Linked DNA regions of Mus musculus: regions 1 and 2 are each linked to region 3. Evidence: chromatin contacts called from public Hi-C and HiChIP or PLAC-seq data. All regions are on one chromosome and are shown on one strand. Each heading gives the region's core, a stretch centred on a gene start, on an enhancer-like site or on the middle of the called end of the contact. The rest is flanking DNA. Distances are from core to core; before and after follow the strand shown. Region 1 holds the start of Gtf2a2 (general transcription factor II A, 2). Region 2 holds the start of Gcnt3 (glucosaminyl (N-acetyl) transferase 3, mucin type). Region 3 holds the start of Myo1e (myosin IE).

The links. A called contact is a pair of places that touch in the nucleus more often than the background predicts. HiChIP or PLAC-seq counts read pairs in DNA pulled down with a chosen protein or histone mark.
Region 1: a contact with region 3 is called in a Hi-C map of embryonic fibroblasts, with 3 times the contacts expected there. The contact joins the promoter of Gtf2a2 here to the promoter of Myo1e in region 3. A contact is called at or near these places in 10 of 39 promoter capture datasets (the 3T3-L1 cell line, 3T3-L1-derived adipocytes, embryonic stem cells and 5 more), 22 of 484 Hi-C or Micro-C datasets (3T3-L1-derived adipocytes, the AML12 cell line, the C2C12 cell line and 13 more), 11 of 115 datasets of contacts at active chromatin or transcription factors (embryonic stem cells, large pre-B cells, pancreatic cancer cells and 3 more) and 2 of 9 other capture datasets (adipose tissue and liver).
Region 2: an HNF4G HiChIP or PLAC-seq map of pancreatic cancer cells shows a contact between it and region 3. The contact joins the promoter of Gcnt3 here to the promoter of Myo1e in region 3. A contact is called at or near these places in 2 of 39 promoter capture datasets (embryonic stem cells and stem cell-derived epiblast-like cells), 7 of 484 Hi-C or Micro-C datasets (the AML12 cell line, cortical neurons, embryonic stem cells and 4 more), 6 of 115 datasets of contacts at active chromatin or transcription factors (embryonic stem cells, extraembryonic endoderm stem cells, pancreatic cancer cells and 1 more) and 2 of 9 other capture datasets (adipose tissue and liver).

Annotation. Positions count from the first base shown.
Region 1 is chr9:70,011,287-70,014,422 of GRCm38.p6, reverse strand. It overlaps Gtf2a2 (general transcription factor II A, 2), which reads right to left and starts at 1,875. Exons shown (of 5, transcript NM_001039519.2): 1 at 1,762-1,875. Bnip2 (BCL2/adenovirus E1B interacting protein 2) reads right to left here. Exons shown (of 11, transcript NM_016787.4): 11 at 2,764-3,136.
Region 2 is chr9:70,036,002-70,039,357 of GRCm38.p6, reverse strand. Gcnt3 (glucosaminyl (N-acetyl) transferase 3, mucin type) reads left to right here and starts at 1,270. Exons shown (of 3, transcript NM_028087.2): 1 at 1,270-1,385; 2 at 2,384-2,725.
Region 3 is chr9:70,205,676-70,208,775 of GRCm38.p6, reverse strand. It overlaps Myo1e (myosin IE), which reads right to left and starts at 1,426. Exons shown (of 28, transcript NM_181072.3): 1 at 1,073-1,426. The coding sequence starts at 1,075. All of the region lies in intron 1 of Gm26849 (a long non-coding RNA gene), which reads left to right.

The DNA.
Region 1 (3,136 bases), core at 626-3,125, 190 kb after region 3:
TGGTGAGGCTGGAGAGGTGGCTCAACAGTTAAGAGCACTGGCAGCTCTTCCAGAGGACCCAGGTTTGATTCCAAGAACCCAAACGGCAGTTAGAAACCATCTGTAACTTCAGTTTCAGGGGATCTGACACCTCACACAGACATACATGCAGGCAAAACACAAATGCACATAAAATAAAAATAAATAAATATAACAACAACAACCACCAAACCCAAAACAATAAAACAAAACAAAAAAATCTTCCTGAATCCTAAGGAGCTCAGCTACAGGAAGGAGTATAACGAGATTTGGCAAAACTAGTGACCTGCCATCTTCAGATTACACTTGGTCAGCAACTGATCCAACAGAACATTCTGTGATCTGTTGTTTTCCGGTTCCAGCTCATGGAACTACTGTATTTCCTGTTTCCTTTGACAGTTCTTTCTCAGCTCTGACTTCCAGTTCCTGAATTACCTGCTTTCCCTGTTAGTTAGTCCATCTCAGCTTATGGTGTTAAATCCTATCTATGTGTTGATGACTTTGAAACTTGTAGCCTTCCCTCACTTCTCTCTTTGTACCCATATTCAGGATGTTCTACTCTACATCGAAACAATTATCAAATAGCTAAGACACTTCTCCTACAGCTAAGAGCAAATGCAGAGGACTCTTCTATGGGCCCTCAGAGTCATATAAACCATAAAGATGGTCCAATTCCTAGCAAATCTTGGAAGGGCAACTTTCAAAATGAATCCAGAAGCCAATCATTTCTCAACATCCCCATGATTATTTTATAATGCCAGGCCACTGACTCATGGTGTTCAAATTTTCTTTACTCTACACTTGTCCCTCACACTTTATAATTTGCAGCGGGGTTATCTTTTAAAAATATGGGCTAGAACATATTTTCCATCAGCTTCTATCAGGCCTGACGATCTGGCTACCCTCTATGTTTGGTTTGATCTATTTTCCACCTCCCTTTGCACTCTCAACTGCCCTGAGGATGACAGGCGTGGGACTGCCTTTGCGATGGCTGTTCTTTCTGCCTGTAATGTTCTTGCTCAGATATTAATTTGGCTAACACACAACTCCAATAGCTCCATTCAATTGCACCTAAACTGACCACCACATAGGAACTCCAACATCCATTATGAAACGTCTCCAAACCCTTCATCTCGCTAAAATTTTTTGATAGCACCGTCTGCCATCAAGTTACCTAACGGTCTTATGTTAACTTTCCGCATAAAATGTAAAGTCCACGAGGGCATGGATCTTTATTTTTGTTCACTTGATGTAACCTGCGGGCTGAGAACAGTACCGGATACTCGACGCGTGTCAAACAAAAACATTTAGCTCGTTCAAAGTAAACGCCAGTCAGTACGTGTGTATGGAGAAGGGGAGAAAAAGGTCAGAGAGACATAAACTTTAAAATAGGACAGGGGAGCCATGGCACGCTCCATTTGACATCTAAGCATTATTTGGAAAAGAGCTAACAGCGACTTCGACGTCTGCTGAAACGAGCTGGCTCGGCCATCTCCAATCTTTAAAGGTGGCGGCAACTGCAGAACTTCGGAATCCCCTCCTCACTGCAGAGCTGGAGCGCAGGCGCCGTGTGTGCCCGGCATCCGAGCGGGACGCCGGTCGCCTAAGCGCGGCCTGAGGAGAGCGGGAAGGCGGCTGCTCCCGCGCGGCTGCGTCTGTCTGGGGTCGCCTTCCGGCGGGCACAGCGCTCGGTACCGCCCGCCTCGCCGCGGCCTCCCCGCTCCCGGCCCCGCCGCCGCCTACCTGAGGGAAGGCGCTTCCGCCACGGCGGTAGCAGAGCCAGGTAGGGAGCCCGCTGCGACCACCTCCTCGGCCGCGGAAACCGCAGCCCTGTGCCAGTGACCCGGAAGTGCTCACGCGACCCGGAGGTGACGCCACAGGAGCCACTGCCGGCCCCCACCGCCGTTTCCGAGAAGGGGCGTGGTCTCTCCTGCTGGCGCTCGGGAAGCAAAAGGCAATGGGGCGACTGTCTGGCTTGTCAAAGTTTGTGGGACTGCAGTGTAGGGAAACCAGGGTTTGTGAGTCTTTCATCTTTTTCATTTGGAAGGTCTGCTGTATAAACTTCGTGACTGATACAAAAGCAAATACGTGGATATTCTGAGTTTCCAGAATTTCACATCCCTTTTCTTTTTAGCGGGGGTGCTTGGTTTTCTGCTTTCAAAACAGCAGCTATAGGTACTGCAGATGGCCAGTGAGCACATGAATTGTGACTTCGGATGCAAACACTCCAGGTCTGAGAGTGAAACATGTTCTCCTTTGTGCCATGCTGTAGGTTTTCCTTTTTAGCCTTTTAAAATCATATCCTTGCAACCCAAACTCATTAAATAATTTCCAAACTATGAAATACAGATCTGATTAAAGTTCAAATAGTGTTAAGATTGTAAACAGGCTGAACTTGTTATCAATTAAAAGAACCAGAGCAGGGTGTAGTGGCGCACACCTTTAAGTTAATCCCAGCACTCGGGAGGCAGAGGCAGGTGGATTTCTGAGTTCGAGGCCAGCCTGGTCTACAGGGTGAGTTCCCGGACAGCCAGGACTACACAGAGAAACCCTGTCTCGAAAAACCAAAAAAAAAAAAAAAAAAAAAAAAAAAAAAAAAAAAAAATAAATAAAATAAATAAATAAATAAATAAAAGAACCGGAAGCATCCACACTGCAGGATTGTAAAGGCCCGATGTTTGAAAGGCTTCACCGGAAAATTCAGTGTAAAAGTTAACGATTAAAGATGAAAACAAGGCACGAATGTATATTCCAACTAATTTATTCAAATGCATTAATGCTGCAGTAGCATGTGTAACAGATGAAGACACACCACTGTATTTGGAACCAGTCAAAGGAAGAGAAAAGGATATACTTTGCAGATCAATGGCTTCTCAGTGACAAAAACCAGAGGTGTATCCTGCAGAGAGAATCAGTCTCAATTCTCACTGAAATGACAATATTATCTAAGAACAGTGGAAAGGGCACAATAAGCGCATTCCGTCTAAATGACAGAATGTGAGCGTCCAATGAAAATCATTTGGAAGTATGAATCAAAGTGCAACAGTGTTTGATGAACTCCAAATTGTGTTCTATGTGAACAGAACCCCAAGGACTGTGCAAGCCAGCAGCCCTGAAC
Region 2 (3,356 bases), core at 21-2,520, 170 kb after region 3:
TTTGTGTTTCTTAACTGGAAAATTGTTAAGTTCTTTGCCCACATGTTGATTGGATTATTTATTGTTGAATTTTTTTAAGATTTGTTTTTATTATGTGTGTATGTGTGTGCTTGTATGTGTGTAAGCCATGTGAGTGTAGGTTACCGTGGAGGCCAGAAGAGGGCGCTGAGTCCTCTGGATCTGGAGTTTCAGGTAGCTGTGGGTGTTGGAAACCAAACAAAACTCTGGTCCTCTTCAAGGAGTAGAAAGTGGCTCTTAGCCACTGAGCCACTGTTCTAGCCCCTATGCAGAAGCCTTTTAAACCTGTCTGTCAATTCTTGGTCTCATTTCTAAAATCTTGAGGTATTGCCCCTTTGTTTTTCTCTGGACGTTTCAGTTCTTCCATGAAGGTTTCTTACCTGTTTTGAGTTGGTTTTTGTACCAGGGGATGGGAAATAATGATCTAGTCTCAGCTTCCCAGTACCACTGTGAATGAGGCTTTCTTCTACAATGCATATTTTTGGCCATTCTTTATTAAAAATCTGACGACAGTTTCCATGTAGATTTTTTTTTTTTTTTTTTTTTGCTTTGAGACAGGGTCCCTCTATGTAGCCCTGGCTGTACTGAAACTTGTTTTGTAGACCAAGCCGGCCCACTTGCCTGTGCCTCCTGTGTGCTGTGATTAAAGACGTGCCCATCACACTGTACTCAATGTAGATTTATTCTAAGTCTTCTGTTCCTTTGTACCACTGTCTGTTTTTAGGAGCATACTGTTTTTGTGACAATGTCTCTGTAGTATACTTTGAAGTCAGGTATTTTGATACTTCTAGTGCCTGTATTTTTATTCCTCACTTTGGGATTCTTTTGGTCTTTTGTGTTTCCATATAATATTTAGAGTTTCCCCTCCCTATTTCTCTTTAGAATTCCATTCAGATTTAGATGAAGACTCCAAAGAATTTGTAGGTCACTTTTCTAAATGGCAATTTTCTCAATATTCTGCACAACTCGTGAAGCCTTTCCATTTTTAAGTGTCTTTCTTTCTTTAGTGTTTGGTCTCAGACAGTCCGTATTTAAACGTCAGGCTGTCCATATGCGCTCGAGCTAGACTACAGGAGAATTTCTAGATAAAAGTTAACATTCTTCAGAAACTTGAGAAGCAGGTTCCAATCTGTCAAAAGGAGCTGTTTCCCTTACCTCTGGCAGAAGGAGCCTATGACGCCAATCACATAGACCCGAGGCTGCATACCAAAGTCCATGCTGGCCTCCAGGATCTCTCAGTTCCTATTTGTTAGACATTTCAGACTAGTACCCTAGCTCTTCTCACTTTCCCAGGTGCTCATCCTCTTTATAAGGGACAAAGTCTTTCCCTTGGCTCCTCCAGGCAATGCAACATAACAGCCCTGGCAGTAAGTCCAAACTCTTACTTTCTGCTCTGAACTCTTCCAGATGTATCTGGATATTTTCTCTCTTGTGGCCATGTCCTTTCTTTTCTCTCTGCTATGGACTCTAAATTCTCTCTCCCCACCCCCTTCTCATAAAAAAACCTTCCCCTTAACCATACCATGGAGCTTTCACATCCGCAGCTTCTTTACTGTACTCCTTTGCATACGTTGGTGCCGAAATGATAGCATATATATAGTGCTTCATACTTTCTTTCATTTGTCTTTTTGAGACAAGGTCTCACTATGTAGCCTTGGCTACCTGGAACTCACTATGTAGCCCATGCTGGCCTTGAGACTCATAGAAACCCGACAGCCTCTGTCTCCTGAGTTCTGGGATTAAAGGCTCCATCACCACTATGCCCAGCCAATTCTTCCTTTTCATCCTCCGGATTGTTAATGTCTTTGGCTAACTAAGCTTTAGTCTTAGTTGGATTTGTTCAGTTTTGAGGCTGTTATGATTGGTACTGGCTTCCTGACATTTTCACAGTAAGTTGTTGATTTTGTATTTTCCTCCTTGGAGAAGGGTGTTTACTAGATCTAAGTCTTCTAGTGGAGTTTCAGGTCTTGTATGTGTAGGGTCATATCTCTTGAAAACAAGGGAATTTGCCTCTTTTCTTCCTTTGTATCTTTTAATTTTTTTCCTCTTGACTCAGCAGTGATTGCTTTCAAGGATGAACTGGTTTGCGAGAGAGAGAGAGAGAGAGAGAGAGAGAGAGAGAGAGAGAATGAATCAATCCTTGGGTATTTATGTTATCTCTGCCTCCTGAGATGTCCCAGGAGCACAAAGAGTGACATTTTTACTCCCAAACAAAAGGCGACAGGCTATAACTGTGATAGCTGTGTATTGGGTGGGGGAGGAAAAGGCTTGCACGAACGCTGGGAGCTCCTAGTGAGTGGTGTAAGGGCAGGAGAGTCTAGGCAGAAACTGGGCTCTTGATTGAAATGCTTTACTGCTTTCTCAGATGTGGCCAGCATTGTTCCTGTCTCCTTCGCCTCCCAGAATGACTAGTGCTTGAGACTACAATCCTGAATGGTTTGCTTAAGTTCACTCCCTCCTCTGAGAACAGGAAGTCAAAAGGTGAGTGACAGAGCCACCTGCTGCTCTCTCCTTTGCATAGGTCTAACAGGAGCCTGGGTGAGCTCCTTGGATGGCTGGTGAACAGGAGCACCTTATCTATCTGGGAGGTACGAAGGCAAAGGTTGTACTGTTAATTTGCACCTCAACACAACCAACCTTAACCTTCACTCCACATCACTCACGGCGTTGGAGAAAGCTCTCCTAAGCAGCCAAGAAGGTACCAAAGGTGAGAGATTTCTTCATTTTCCTCCTTTTAAAATCTTATCCCTAAGAGTTACTACTGAAAAGGATATAATTTTATGTTCCCAAAGAGATGAGCCAGAAGAAAAGAACCTGTTGGAAGAATGTGTTATACTTTTAAGTTATTTTTTGGGGGTGGTGGTGGTGGTGGTGGAAGGAGTGGATTTTCTTCCCCTGTAAATCTGGTTTCTTTGGTGGTATTCAAGACCTTGTGTTGTATTTAAAAACTAGGTGTGGTTTGTGGGATAAGCACCAGGCTAATTCACAGGCGGAATGGAGAGAAGCCTCCAGTCTTCTAGCATGTGATATTTGAGAAGAGCTCAGCTTCTGTTTTCATAAGAAGAGTCTAGTGATCACTAGTTGGTTGTGAAGATTAAATAGGACGGTGTCCAGAAATGGTCCTAGTTCACAGACGATAGTAAACATCCTGTGTGTGTAATCATGTGCAGCTCTGTGTGGAGATGTATTTTAAACTAGATATAGCATTTGACTGCTGTTAATTTTTGGACAATACTGAACTGCTTCATATTTCTTTTTACTTTCTTTTATTATTATTTATTTATTTATTTATTTATTTATTTATATTTTTTTCGGTTTCTTTGAGTCAGGGTTTCTCT
Region 3 (3,100 bases), core at 177-2,676:
TAGGCATCTTTTTTAGTAAGCTTCACCCTCACCGCCAGTAAACAATGAGAAAGCCAGGAGGACAAGCTCCTCCACCACGAAGCAAGTGTGGAAACTTTGAAGCCTTCTAAAACCTTTTAAAAGTTTTTTTTTTAAGTTTTTAAAGTCCCCCCCCTTTCGGTCCGGGTGGCTGGCAATGTCTCTAAAATTCAATCTTTGTTTTTGTCCTTCAGTAGGAAAGCCACACCACGGCAAAGCCCAGGGGATGTGGCTAAGGTTATTTGGGATTGAGAGAGGAGGGTGGCTGGGCTGGGGACTTAGTCTCAAATGAGTTACAGAGAGGCTGTCCAACCCAGACACTCCCCCAAGTACCAAGTGGGAAAGAACAAAACCAGGAACGATCTCCGAGAGGGTGGCGGTCCTCTCGAGCTGGGGACCGGGTGGGGCCCTCCTCAGGAGGTGTTTACCCTACACAGGGACCCTACAGGCCTGGGCTCCCGGCCAGTTTGGCTGCCGCTGCGCGCTGTCGTCAGAGTCCCTGCAGCCCGGGCCACCGCCAGGTGCTCCGCAGTACCTGGCGCCCCTGCCTGCCTTTGTGCAGCGCTCGGCCCATCACCAGCGCAGGCGGGGCTGCCTAGGTCCTCCCCAATGCCAGGAGAACAACTGCGGGATCAGCCTGCCAGGGAGCTCACGCCAGTGCCTGCCCAGGGGAGAGGACCCGAGGGACACAGGCGTGCCCCTCACCTTCTCTAGAGGAGAAAAAAGTCTCCGGTCCCACGGCTGTGCCGGTGAAAACAGACGTGCCCACTCTCAAGCTTCAGACAGCTGGCAGCCACAACAACATTGGCACCAAAACTTTCGCGGCGCAGAAAGTCACTCCAGAGAGTTTTTCTTGTCCCTCCTCTCTCCCTCTTCCCGTTTAAGACCCGGTTTACAGCAAACAGCAGGAAATCAGCGCTCCAGAAGTGCACACTCCCGCGTCCACCTTCTCCACCCCCTGGCCTGGGCAGCTTGCCCAAGGTAGGTGCCCGCTCCGGGGCTTCCTGCCCCATCCCAGGGTCAGGCGTCCTGGGACGCGGCGCAGCCAACTCACCATGGTGACTCCCGCCGCGGTCGCGCCTCCGCCGGGTCCCGCTGCCTAGGCACTGAGGCTGGAACGCGGTCTCCTGGGCGAACTTCAAAAGTTGGTTCCCTTCGCCAAAAAACAAGCTCCCGACACCCAAGCACTCACAGGAGCCAATGGAAATCCAAGAGGGACTCCATCCAGGCGGGATCCGAAACGCTAGGTGAAGGCAAAACTTAGCAGACCCGGTGCACACTCAGACCTGGCGATCCCCAACTGTCTAGAGATGCACCCTGATGCGCTCTGCGGGATTGCTTGTCCAACTGCTTTGCCTGGACCCGCTTTCTCTTAACACTTAATCCGAACTCTTCTCTGGCTCAGGCTGGGCTCGGGCCGGGCAATCTGTCCATAAATGGAGAATTCAGCACAGGCCTGACCAATCAGAATTTGTTTTCGCAGCGTCACTCCTCAGGGAAGCCGAGGTAGCCAACAAGCGTGAACTACAAGAGTTTACAAAGGCCTCTGGATCCTGTAGTCCTGCGGCCTCGCTACCCCGCAGAGCGCGCCGCTGTCCTAGCCGTCCCCAGGGAGCCACCCCCAAACCGAAGGGATGAAAACACTTGGGGAGGTTAGGAAACCGCGCTCCTGTCGCTTCTCTTTACGGAGAAACTTAGCATCGACTTAGCTCCCACTCACAAGTCGCATGATTTTCCTAGATTCTTTTTTTTAAAGAAATATTTTTAACTGCTTAAAAGATCACAAAGTCGCAGCTCAAAGGAAATCCTTTTTCTTTTCTTCTCTCTCTCTTTCTCTCTTTCTCTCTTTTTTTTTTCTTTCTGGATTGTGAGGGAAGTCGAAAATACTTCCTCCACCCGTCTTTTGTACCTGAATTAATTTCCTTGGGAAGGGAGAGGAAGGGAGGGAGGGAGGGGGGGGAGAGAGAGAGAGAGAGAGAGAGAGGGAGAGAGAGAGAGAGAGAGAGAGAGAGAGAGAGAGAGAGAGAGAGAGAGAGGAGGAAGGAGAAGGAGAAGGAGAAGGAGAAGGAGAAGGAGAAGGAGAAGGAGAAGGAGAAGGAGAAGGAGAAGGAGAAGGAGAAGGAGAAGGAGAAGGAGAAGGAGAAGGAGAAGGAGAAGGAGAAGAAGAAGAAGAAGAAGAAGAAGAAGAAGAAGAAGAAGAAGAAGAAGAAGAAGAAGAAGAAGAAGAAGAAGAAGAAGAAGAAGAAGAAAAGAGAGAGACAGAGACCTTGGTCCTCGCGGTGTCCGGTTTCAGGAAGCCAGGTAGCCTAGGAGAGAGGGGAACGGGGATTCCTAAAACAGTATTAGGGAGTCTGACTCCTGGTGAAAGGGAAGACTGAGGAAGTAAACTCGCAGGGCCTCTGCGGGGCTGCGCTCCCAGGATCTGAGGAAGAAGAGTTCAGGAAGAAAAGAGCACAGAAAATCTTGAGATTCGGTCGTCCCCATTCACGTGAACCTAGGATCCTAGAGTTGCAACGGATAGTAAAAAATCAAATCATCTTGGCTAGGACGAGTTTTGCTCTTTGTTTTAATGTGGTGCATACCTTCAGAGGACTATGGCCAAACCAGGAAAAGGAGCGAATGCTGATACACCCTGCAACAGAGAAGGACCCAGGAAACCTAATTATGTGAAAGAGGTTGAGGTCAAAGTTCAGGAGGAACAATTCCGTGTGTTACAGTGGTGGGTAGGAAATGCTGCAGAGAGTAGTAGATCTTGGTTGGCTGCTCGGGACAGGTGTGGTGTGTAGAGGGACAGCTGATGGAACAAAGGGGCTTTGTCTTGTGGGGAGTGGTCCAAGGATGTCCCCTAGGTACTGATGTTGGTAGTAAAGCTGACTATACCCAAAACCGCTGAATTGTGCGTTTTAGAGTAAGAATCTTCTGAATTACATCAATTTTTTAAAGGAGGGAGAGGCACACACACGCCTCTGAGCATGTGCGCAGATGCAGTTCAGAGGACGACTTGTGGGAACTGGTTCTCCCTCCACCATGTTGGTTCCCGGGTTGAACTCGGGTGGTTAGGTTTGGCAAGTGCCATTATCCA